Linked DNA regions of Mus musculus: all the other regions are linked to region 2. Evidence: chromatin contacts called from public promoter capture Hi-C data. All regions are on one chromosome and are shown on one strand. The core of a region is the stretch at or near the end of the contact, and the rest is flanking DNA. Distances in the headings are between cores, read along the strand shown.

Region 1 (2,822 bases), core at 225-2,724, 250 kb before region 2:
ACTGCACCCAGGATGGACAGTCTCAATTTACCAGAGTGTGCTCCTACAGAAGTCAGGGTTCTACAGAGCTCTGGAAACAGTTTCGTTTTCCCTCTCAAGTTATACCACCACTGTTGATGTGTTTTCAATAAGATCCTCTGACATAGTAAAAAAAAAAAAAAAAAAAAAATCATACTGAAGTGGGCAGGGCATTTAGTTCACGAGTAATGTGCTGGATTCTATCTGTCCCCAGAACTACCAACATAGTGTCTTCCACAGCATGTGAAAGCTCACACCTTTAATCCCAGCACTTGTCAGGCAGATCTCTGTGAGGCCAGCCTGATCTATATAACAGGTTTCAGGTCTGCCTGGGCTATATAGTGAGAAACAGTCTCCAAAAACAAAACAAACAAAAAATAAATAAAATTTGAGAATGTAGTCTTAATCGGTAACATTTAAAGAGGAAGATAACCGTGTGCTACAAGTGGCCAAATGAGAAATGTAGAAGTTGTGGGGTACTGCTTTTCTTGGGGGCTAAAGAACGCTAAGATTGAGAAATCCATGTCTGGTACATCGTCTAATGCATATACCTCTCTTTGGAATCCCTATGGCTTAGGGTGTTTTTTCCCACTTTACAAAAGTCTTAATTCATACAGATATATAAAGACATAAATGAAAATGAAAGATTCCTCAAAACAAATTAGTAATAGCTAAAGGTCATGAGCTGGGTGATGGTAGCAGGATGGGGGGGGGGGTGGGGGGGTGGGCAGCAGTGCATGTCTTTAATCCTAAGAGACAGGTAGATCTCCTGATTTGGAGACCAGCCTGGTCTGCAGATCAAGTTCCAGGACAGCCAAGGCTACAATAGAAAACCCCTGTCCTGATGTCCTGATGTATCTATCTTCCTTCCTTCCTTCCTTCCTTCCTTTCTTTCTTTCTTTCTTTCTTTCTTTCTTTCTTTCTTTCTTTCTTTCCTTCCTTCCTTTCTTTTTCAATTAAAACAAAATATCGCTGAGTGTGGTGTTGCACACCTGGGATAAGAGGATCAAGAGTACAAGGCCAGTCTGGGTTAAATGTAGAAAACCTGACTCAGAAAAATAATCATCAAAGCCAAACTTATGGAGCATATTTGATCTGCCTACATCACTCGTTCATTTTTCACAAGAGCTCCATGAGGAGGGGACAGCCAACCACCCCAACTTGCACCTAAGGAATGAGATGTAGAGGATCAACCAAAGCCCCCAGGGTCACAGAGGCAAATGCCAGGGTGAGAGTTGACTCTCATCCTTTCCATAGCCTGGATTCTCAGGAACAGTGAAAAAGCCCCTTAAATCAAAAGTAGTATCTTCTCAGATGTCTTAAAAATAGCACTCCTCGTCTCCACCAAGCTGCTCCTGAGTGCCTATCTTTTAATATAGGAGGAAAAGCCGAGCAGGGTGGGCGTGGCGGCAGGACGGGTGGGGGCGTGGCCGCTTGACGGCACGCCCCCTCCGCGAGGACCCCCGGAGCCGGCCTCGGCGCGCCGGAGCGTTTCTCCTTCCGGGGCGGCCTGCTGGGCCTCATGGAGGCTGTTCGGCCAGACAGCTGCGAAAGCGGGCCGGCGGCGCCGCGAGCCGAGGAGAGGCCGGCTCCCGAGGCGAGGGTGCACTTCCGAGTAACCCGGTTTATCATGGAGGCAGGCGTCAAGCTAGGCATGCAGTCCATCCCCATCGCCACCGCTTGCACCATTTACCATAAGTTCTTCTGCGAGATCAACCTGGACGCATATGACCTCTACCTGGTCGCCATGTCTTCCATTTACTTGGCCGGCAAAGTGGAGGAGCAACACTTGCGTACTCGTGACATCATCAACGTGTCGCACAGGTACTTTAACCCGGGCAGTGAGCCATTGGAGCTGGATTCCCGCTTCTGGGAGCTACGAGACAGCATTGTACAATGTGAGCTTCTTATGCTACGAGTTCTGCGCTTCCAAGTCTCTTTCCAGCATCCACACAAGTACCTGCTGCACTACTTGATTTCCCTCAAGAACTGGCTGAATCGTTACAGCTGGCAACGAACCCCCATCTCAGTTACAGCTTGGGCTCTGCTACGAGATAGCTACCACGGGGGGCTATGCCTCCGCTTCCAGGCTCAGCACCTAGCCGTGGCTGTGCTCTACCTGGCCCTGCAGGTCTATGGAGTCGAGGTGCCTGCAGAGGGTGAGGCCGAGAAGCCTTGGTGGCAGGTATTTAGTGATGACCTTACCAAGCCAATCATTGACAATATTGTGTCTGATCTCATTCAGATTTATACTATGGATACAGAGATCCCCTAAGGCCCTGGCCGAGGCCGGACCTAAGACCAGGATGATCGGAGGCCTGGGGTATCGTTCCACCAAGTTGCTGTGATGGCGTGTCTCCACTCGGAGGACTGGTTGTGCTGGCAGAGGATGTCATTGGTGACTGCAATGACATGCTGTCATTTTGTCCCCAGCAGCCCTTGTTCAAATAATGCTAAGAGCTTCCATGTGGGCAGGACATATAGAGCTTTCTAGAATTGGCTGCATCAGCTTTTGCCCTTTGAGAAGATGCTGCATTTGAGGCATGGACCATTGCAGGTCGCCAACAGGAAAGTTAAAGAATAGAACTGCACCCTTAGGGGAAGTATGAATGTGTAACATAGAATCTTATTTTGTATAATAAAAATTATGCAAATAAAATATAGGAAAGGTTTAACGCACCAGAGTCTGCCTTATGGTATTTCTAAGTTACAGTAGGAGAGATACTGGAAACTGATCAATATTGGGGAAATGGTTAGTGAAGCATGGTACATCCATACAATGGAGTATTTATTATTCAACCACT
Region 2 (2,821 bases), core at 6-2,505:
TCTCCCTGAGCCTTACTTTTTATAAAGTGGGACCATGGTGCCTTGCCTCATCAGGTGTTGAGAGATTCCGTGAGCTAGAACAGACAAAACGTTTCGTGCCTGGAGTAGCTTCCAACTCATTCCCATAAGCCGTTATCGATTTACTGTTTGATCAGGCTAGGTGCTTGTCCCATCCTACCCCCCGCTTCGAATCTGGATTTTTGGGGCAAGAAGGGGGGTTGGGGGAGAGCTGGCAAGCACTTTGGGGGAGGTTTTCTTTTCTTCTCATAAAAGAACAAAGCTTCATTTCTGGCCTCTCCTTGTTCTCTCTAAGCTGGGTGTTACAGCATAGGAAGTAGTGGGTCAGAGTCTATTCTTCTTTCTTTATTTTTTTTAGATTTATTTATTTTATGTTTTGTGTATAAGTGTCTGCTCACATGTGCATCTGTGCACCACATGCATGTCTTGTGTCTATGGAGGTCAGAAGAGGGCTTTGAATACCCTGGAACTGGAGTTTTGAACAGTTATGAGCTGCCGTGTGGATGCTGAGAATCAAACCCAGGTCCTCTGTAAGAACAAGTACTCTTAAAGGCTGAGCCATCTTTCCAGTCCCAGAGCCCATTCCTGAGGCTTTCACTAATCCATTGATCCTCGGGGGACCACCCTGGCCACACCTTCAATGACCTCATTTATTTTAAAAAAAAAATGGACTCATTGGGCATACTTTCTAGACTCACATACTAAGTGGGATTTCTCTATAAAGAAAGTGCTCACTGGGGTAGAGTGCCAGGTTTTGGGCCAAATTCCAAGCACTGGCACACTTCTGAAGCCCCTCCGTTTTCTGTTCTGTAATCACAGGCGAGCGTGCCTTTGGTGTCTCTTCTCTATGGACCGCAGTAGTCTCAGCGGCAAAATGAAACACTAAATTTTACTCCCTACAGACGCGTGAAGCCTAAGTGGAAACCGGCATTAAAGGGCTTTAAGAATCTCAACTGCGATTCTTTAACCATCCGGAGGGGACGTGGATACATGTAGCCAGCTTGCTTCCACATTTTGGGGAGCCGAGCGAGCGGTAGGAAATGGAAGACAGCTCTTTACAGCCCTTTCTACAGCATCTTGCACACCACCAAGGGGAGACTGGGGAGAGGAGGCGGAGCCAGGTGTGGGCGTGGCTGGAGACCTGGGGTAGGGCTTGCGCCTGCGTCGGGGGCGGAGCCCGTGAAACCTAGAGGCGGGGCGTCAAATCCTTGACTCTGCTGCTCAGAGGCGTGGTTGCTGTTGAGCATCTTAGCTCCGCTGTGCTTAGATTGGAGCAGCGCTTTGTTCCGGGCACCGGCGTCTCTACCCTCCCGCGTCTGGTCCATGCTTCTCTCTCCCTTCATGCCCTTCCTAAGTCGCTGAGTCCCGGAGCTGCCCTCCTCCTTCTGCTTCTACACTTGTAGCCCAGCACCTTTACCGGATCCTGTTTGCTTTTTTTTTTTTTTTTTTTTTTCTTTCTCCTCCCAAGGCCGGGGTCTCTCTGCCAGGCCCCGCCCCTCTAGGCCTGGCATGTCCCCTGCTGCCCAGCGCCCATGGTCCTGACGCTGCTCTTCTCCGCCTACAAACTGTGCCGCTTCTTCACCATGTCAGGCCCACGGCCGGGCGCCGATCGGCTGACAGTGCCCGGACCGGATCGGAGTGGTGGCGCCAGCCCATGGTGGGCTGCGGGCGGTCGCGGGTCTCGCGAAGTGTCGCCCGGAGTGGGCACTGAGGTGCAAGGCGCCCTGGAGCGTTCGCTGCCTGAGCTGCAGCAGGCGCTGTCCGAGCTGAAACAGGCAAGCGCGGCGCGGGCTGTGGGCGCGGGTCTCGCCGAGGTCTTCCAGCTGGTAGAGGAAGCCTGGCTGCTGCCGGCCGTGGGCCGCGAGGTGGCCCAAGGTCTATGCGATGCTATACGTCTGGACGGTGGCCTCGACTTGCTGTTGCGGCTGCTTCAGGCACCGGAGCTAGAGACCCGTGTGCAGGCCGCGCGCTTGCTGGAGCAGATCCTGGTGGCTGAGAACCGGTGAGGGAGAGTGGGGTGAGGTGTGGGGTTGCCAGGGCAGTGAAGGTGGTTGGAGACGGTATCCCATTGCTGATTTTGCCCTAAGCCCATAATTCTCCCGTGCATCTGGGTGTCTTTCTGTGTTACCTTCTCACCAGGGCAGCCATGACCTTATTCTGCAGCGTCTGATCAGGAACAGAAAGTTTTTTGGTTTTTGTTTTGTTTTGTTTTGTTTTTGTTTTTGCTAGGACGAAATAGTAGGGGCAGAGAAAACTGAGGTATCTTTCCTTCCTATGGGAAACTGCTTGACTGCTTCTCCTTTGCCTACCTCCTGAGACCTCCTTTTGAACTATTATGAAGCCTTTGAAGGGCCCACTTTCCCGGTCTTCTGGTGCCAGAGCAAAACAGGCTGTCACACTAATTTTCACCAAAATCTCAGGCTCTCAGCTCAGAATTTTTAGAAGAGTCGCTTTCAGCACGCAGCCCTCACAAGTGTCACGACGTGTTTTCTCTGGCATTTTTGATCACCTTTGATATGTGGAAATTACACAACTGTCCAAAAAATGCACAAACAGAATGATTTGGGTTGGGAGACCCAAGGTAGGTTTCTGCTTGCTTAACCCCTCTCATCTAATATCCGCTGTCCTGACTGGGATAGGCCATGAGTATGGAGAACTGGAAAATGGAGTAGGTGCTTGCTGAGTGTGTTGGAGCCCAGCTTGGCTGGTGTTGGCTTGGTATGGTCAGGGAGTTAGAACTGGTGGTACCTGTGGGAAGTGGGTGCAGGAAACATGATGCAAACATACGGATATGTTTTCAGGA
Region 3 (2,700 bases), core at 143-2,642, 140 kb after region 2:
GTAGACTGCTCCTGATGGCTGGAAGAATTCTGTTCGCCATAACCTGTCCCTCAACAAGTGCTTTGAGAAGGTGGAGAATAAATCCGGAAGTTCCTCTCGAAAGGGCTGTCTGTGGGCCCTCAATCCTTCCAAAATCGACAAGATGCAGGAAGAACTGCAGAAGTGGAAGAGGAAAGACCCCATTGCTGTGCGCAAAAGCATGGCCAAACCAGGTGAGGCTGTCAGGCCTGTGTGAGAAAGGCCAAGGGACCTGGGTACCAGAATGAAGAAGAGCAGAGCCTGGGGAGAGAGGGATACAGGGAGGGGGGTCTGGGCTGGGAGGCTACAAAGGAGAGAGGCCTCATGGTGTTTTCTTTTGGGCCTTTGCAGAAGAGCTGGACAGCCTCATTGGAGACAAAAGGGAAAAACTGGGCTCTCCGCTGCTGGGCTGTCCACCCCCTGGGCTGGCAGGCCCAGGTCCCATCCGGCCCATGGCACCATCAGCTGGTCTTTCCCAGCCTCTGCACCCAATGCATCCAGCTCCAGGCCCCATGCCTGGCAAGAACCCCCTGCAGGACCTACTGGGTGGCCATGCTCCCTCCTGCTATGGGCAGACCTACCCACACCTTTCCCCCAGCCTGGCCCCTTCTGGACACCAGCAGCCATTGTTCCCACAGCCAGATGGGCATCTTGAGCTGCAGGCCCAGCCAGGCACCCCCCAGGACTCACCTCTACCTGCCCACACACCACCCAGCCACGGTGCCAAGCTGATGGCTGAGCCTTCCTCAGCCAGGACCATGCACGATACTCTACTGCCAGATGGAGACCTTGGGACTGACCTGGATGCTATCAACCCTTCTCTCACTGACTTCGACTTCCAGGGTGAGCTGGGAGCTGGGAGCTGGGAAGGGTGGGACAGGACTAGAGAGGTGCTCTTGGCTGCGTGGCCTAGCCTCTTCATGTCTCTAGGCTGCCACCTGCTGGCTCCTGAGTTTCTTGTCACCTGAGGCGGATGACTAGGAATGTTAAATTCGCATTTGCTCCCTGCCCTCCAGATCATGAGCTAAAAGGCTCTTTCCCCCATCTCCCCCCTCCTGGTACTCTGATCATGTACCAGATGGCTTCATCATCAAACCGCTCATCTGACAAAGCTGGGAAAAGCCGGAAGTTCCATTGGTGTACTTGACTGTGAGGGACTGGGAGGCTAAACGTTCCAAAATCATTTGCGTTTTATCAGAATTTAGCTTTCACTTCAGGAGACAGACTTTCTATGGAATGGAAGACCTCAGAGCTAAGCATGTCCTAGAGAGATTTGAGGGTACAAGCCCAGAGAGGTGAATCTTTACATTCTCCTCCATCTTGCCCGCTCCATCCTACAGGCAGCCAAGCCCCACCCTCTACCCTTCTAAGCCCCGCCCCTTCCCGTTTGAACTGTAGTGTACCGAGCAAGCCTTTTTGGAGGAGGCTGTTGATCTATACCTTAGACTGTTAGAAATAAACTTCACATAGACCTTCATTCCAGACCTGCTGCGGCTGCAGAGAACAGGCGGCTGCAGAGGAGGCTATGTGGACGTGGGATACTATAAATTCTATCAGAAGGCTAGAGATGTGGGTAGGGGGTAAAGCGTTTGCCTAGCATGCACCAATCCTTAGTTAGGGTCAATACCCCAGCATCACAAAACCCTTAATTAATACCCACTCAAGCTCCTACTGAGTACCAGGCATCTTGCAAACAGCTTTACATATGTTCTTCCCATCTGGACCTAGCAAACAATACTATACAGAGAGATACATCCACTCAAGGTCGCTGGGCCAGAAAGAAGGAGTTGAACCCAGGTGGCCAAGAGCAGCCAGCGTTGTCAGGTCTCTTTCTCCACCCTGCGGTGATGATGTTCCAGGCAGCGACTCCAGTCACTGGCCTGCCACGCGGCAGGTCACACGACCCTAGGAGGAACTCAGTGACAGCACTGTTTGTTCCTCAGAGTCAAGTGTCCTTTCTGGTTCTATCCCTGTACCTTGGGTCCTGTGAGGGGGCGGGGAGGAGGGTCTAGGGAGCCAGACCTGTGTACCTCATCAAGTTCGGTGGTGCACTGTGGGAAGACTGTAGGCGGCAAATCAACCTTTGGGAACCAAGGCAGAAGCCTGAGTGAAGAGGTTCAGGGGGGCCTCTAGGCCGCTTCCAAGAAGAGCTTTGCAACAACCTTCAAATGGGCAAATCCTTAACCTTAATCTAGTACCCTGTTCTTCTCGAAGAGGCCCAGAGGTTACCTGCAACTATGGCAGTGGTTCTCAACCTCTGGGTCGCGACCCCGATGGAAAGTCTGATGACCCTTTCATAGGGGTCGCCTGCATCTATGGCTTTTACACCGTGCTACCTTGGAGCTCGGAGCTGGACTCTGAGGCTCAGGAAAAAAAAAAAAAAGTTCAGTGATTACTTGAGGTCCCAGAGTGGATGCCAAGATAGGCTTCCAGTCCGCATCACCAGACTCCTGTTCTCTGAGGCTTCTGAGGTACTTGGGTGGGAGACAGACTGGGCTTAACTCTCTATGGCCTGCCAATGATGAGGCTTCTTCCCTCTCCCCGACTAGGAAATCTGTGGGAGCAGCTGAAGGATGACAGCTTGGCCCTGGACCCCCTCGTATTGGTGACCTCGTCGCCGACGTCATCCTCCATGTTGCCACCCCCACCAGCAGCCCATTGCTTCCCCCCAGGGCCTTGTCT

Evidence for each region. Promoter capture Hi-C pulls out the DNA fragments that hold promoters and counts their contacts.
Region 1: a promoter capture Hi-C map of embryonic stem cells shows a contact between it and region 2. The contact joins the promoter of Ccnq here to the promoter of Sarm1 in region 2. A contact is called at or near these places in 7 of 39 promoter capture datasets (the 3T3-L1 cell line, the HPC-7 cell line, cranial neural crest and 4 more), 3 of 484 Hi-C or Micro-C datasets (embryonic stem cells and rod photoreceptor) and 3 of 9 other capture datasets (adipose tissue, liver and pancreatic islet).
Region 3: a contact with region 2 is called in a promoter capture Hi-C map of embryonic stem cells, with 3 times the contacts expected there. The contact joins the enhancer-like site here to the promoter of Sarm1 in region 2. A contact is called at or near these places in 7 of 39 promoter capture datasets (the 3T3-L1 cell line, the C10 cell line, the HPC-7 cell line and 2 more), 1 of 15 datasets of contacts at CTCF or cohesin (embryonic stem cells), 16 of 484 Hi-C or Micro-C datasets (the AML12 cell line, the G1E-ER4 cell line, the N1E-115 cell line and 5 more), 7 of 115 datasets of contacts at active chromatin or transcription factors (bone marrow-derived macrophages, embryonic stem cells, pancreatic cancer cells and 1 more) and 2 of 9 other capture datasets (adipose tissue and pancreatic islet).

The regions. Positions count from the first base shown.
Region 1 is chr11:78,750,381-78,753,202 of GRCm38.p6, reverse strand. Ccnq (cyclin Q) reads left to right here and starts at 1,474. Exons shown (of 1, transcript NM_197989.1): 1 at 1,474-2,697. The coding sequence starts at 1,541. The coding sequence ends at 2,293.
Region 2 is chr11:78,496,188-78,499,008 of GRCm38.p6, reverse strand. Sarm1 (sterile alpha and HEAT/Armadillo motif containing 1) reads left to right here and starts at 1,255. Exons shown (of 9, transcript NM_172795.3): 1 at 1,255-2,020. The coding sequence starts at 1,551.
Region 3 is chr11:78,358,938-78,361,637 of GRCm38.p6, reverse strand. Foxn1 (forkhead box N1) reads left to right here. Exons shown (of 9, transcript NM_008238.2): 7 at 5-212; 8 at 370-861; 9 at 2,568-2,700. Among named protein-coding and RNA genes, the nearest start is that of Gm30367, 12 kb to the left of the region's middle. Within about 2 kb of position 1,392, at least 141 of the 459 cell types and tissues checked have an H3K27ac peak or open chromatin away from gene starts, as enhancers often do. A contact at or near this core is called in the G1E-ER4 cell line, the HPC-7 cell line, the N1E-115 cell line and 4 more, where this site is marked.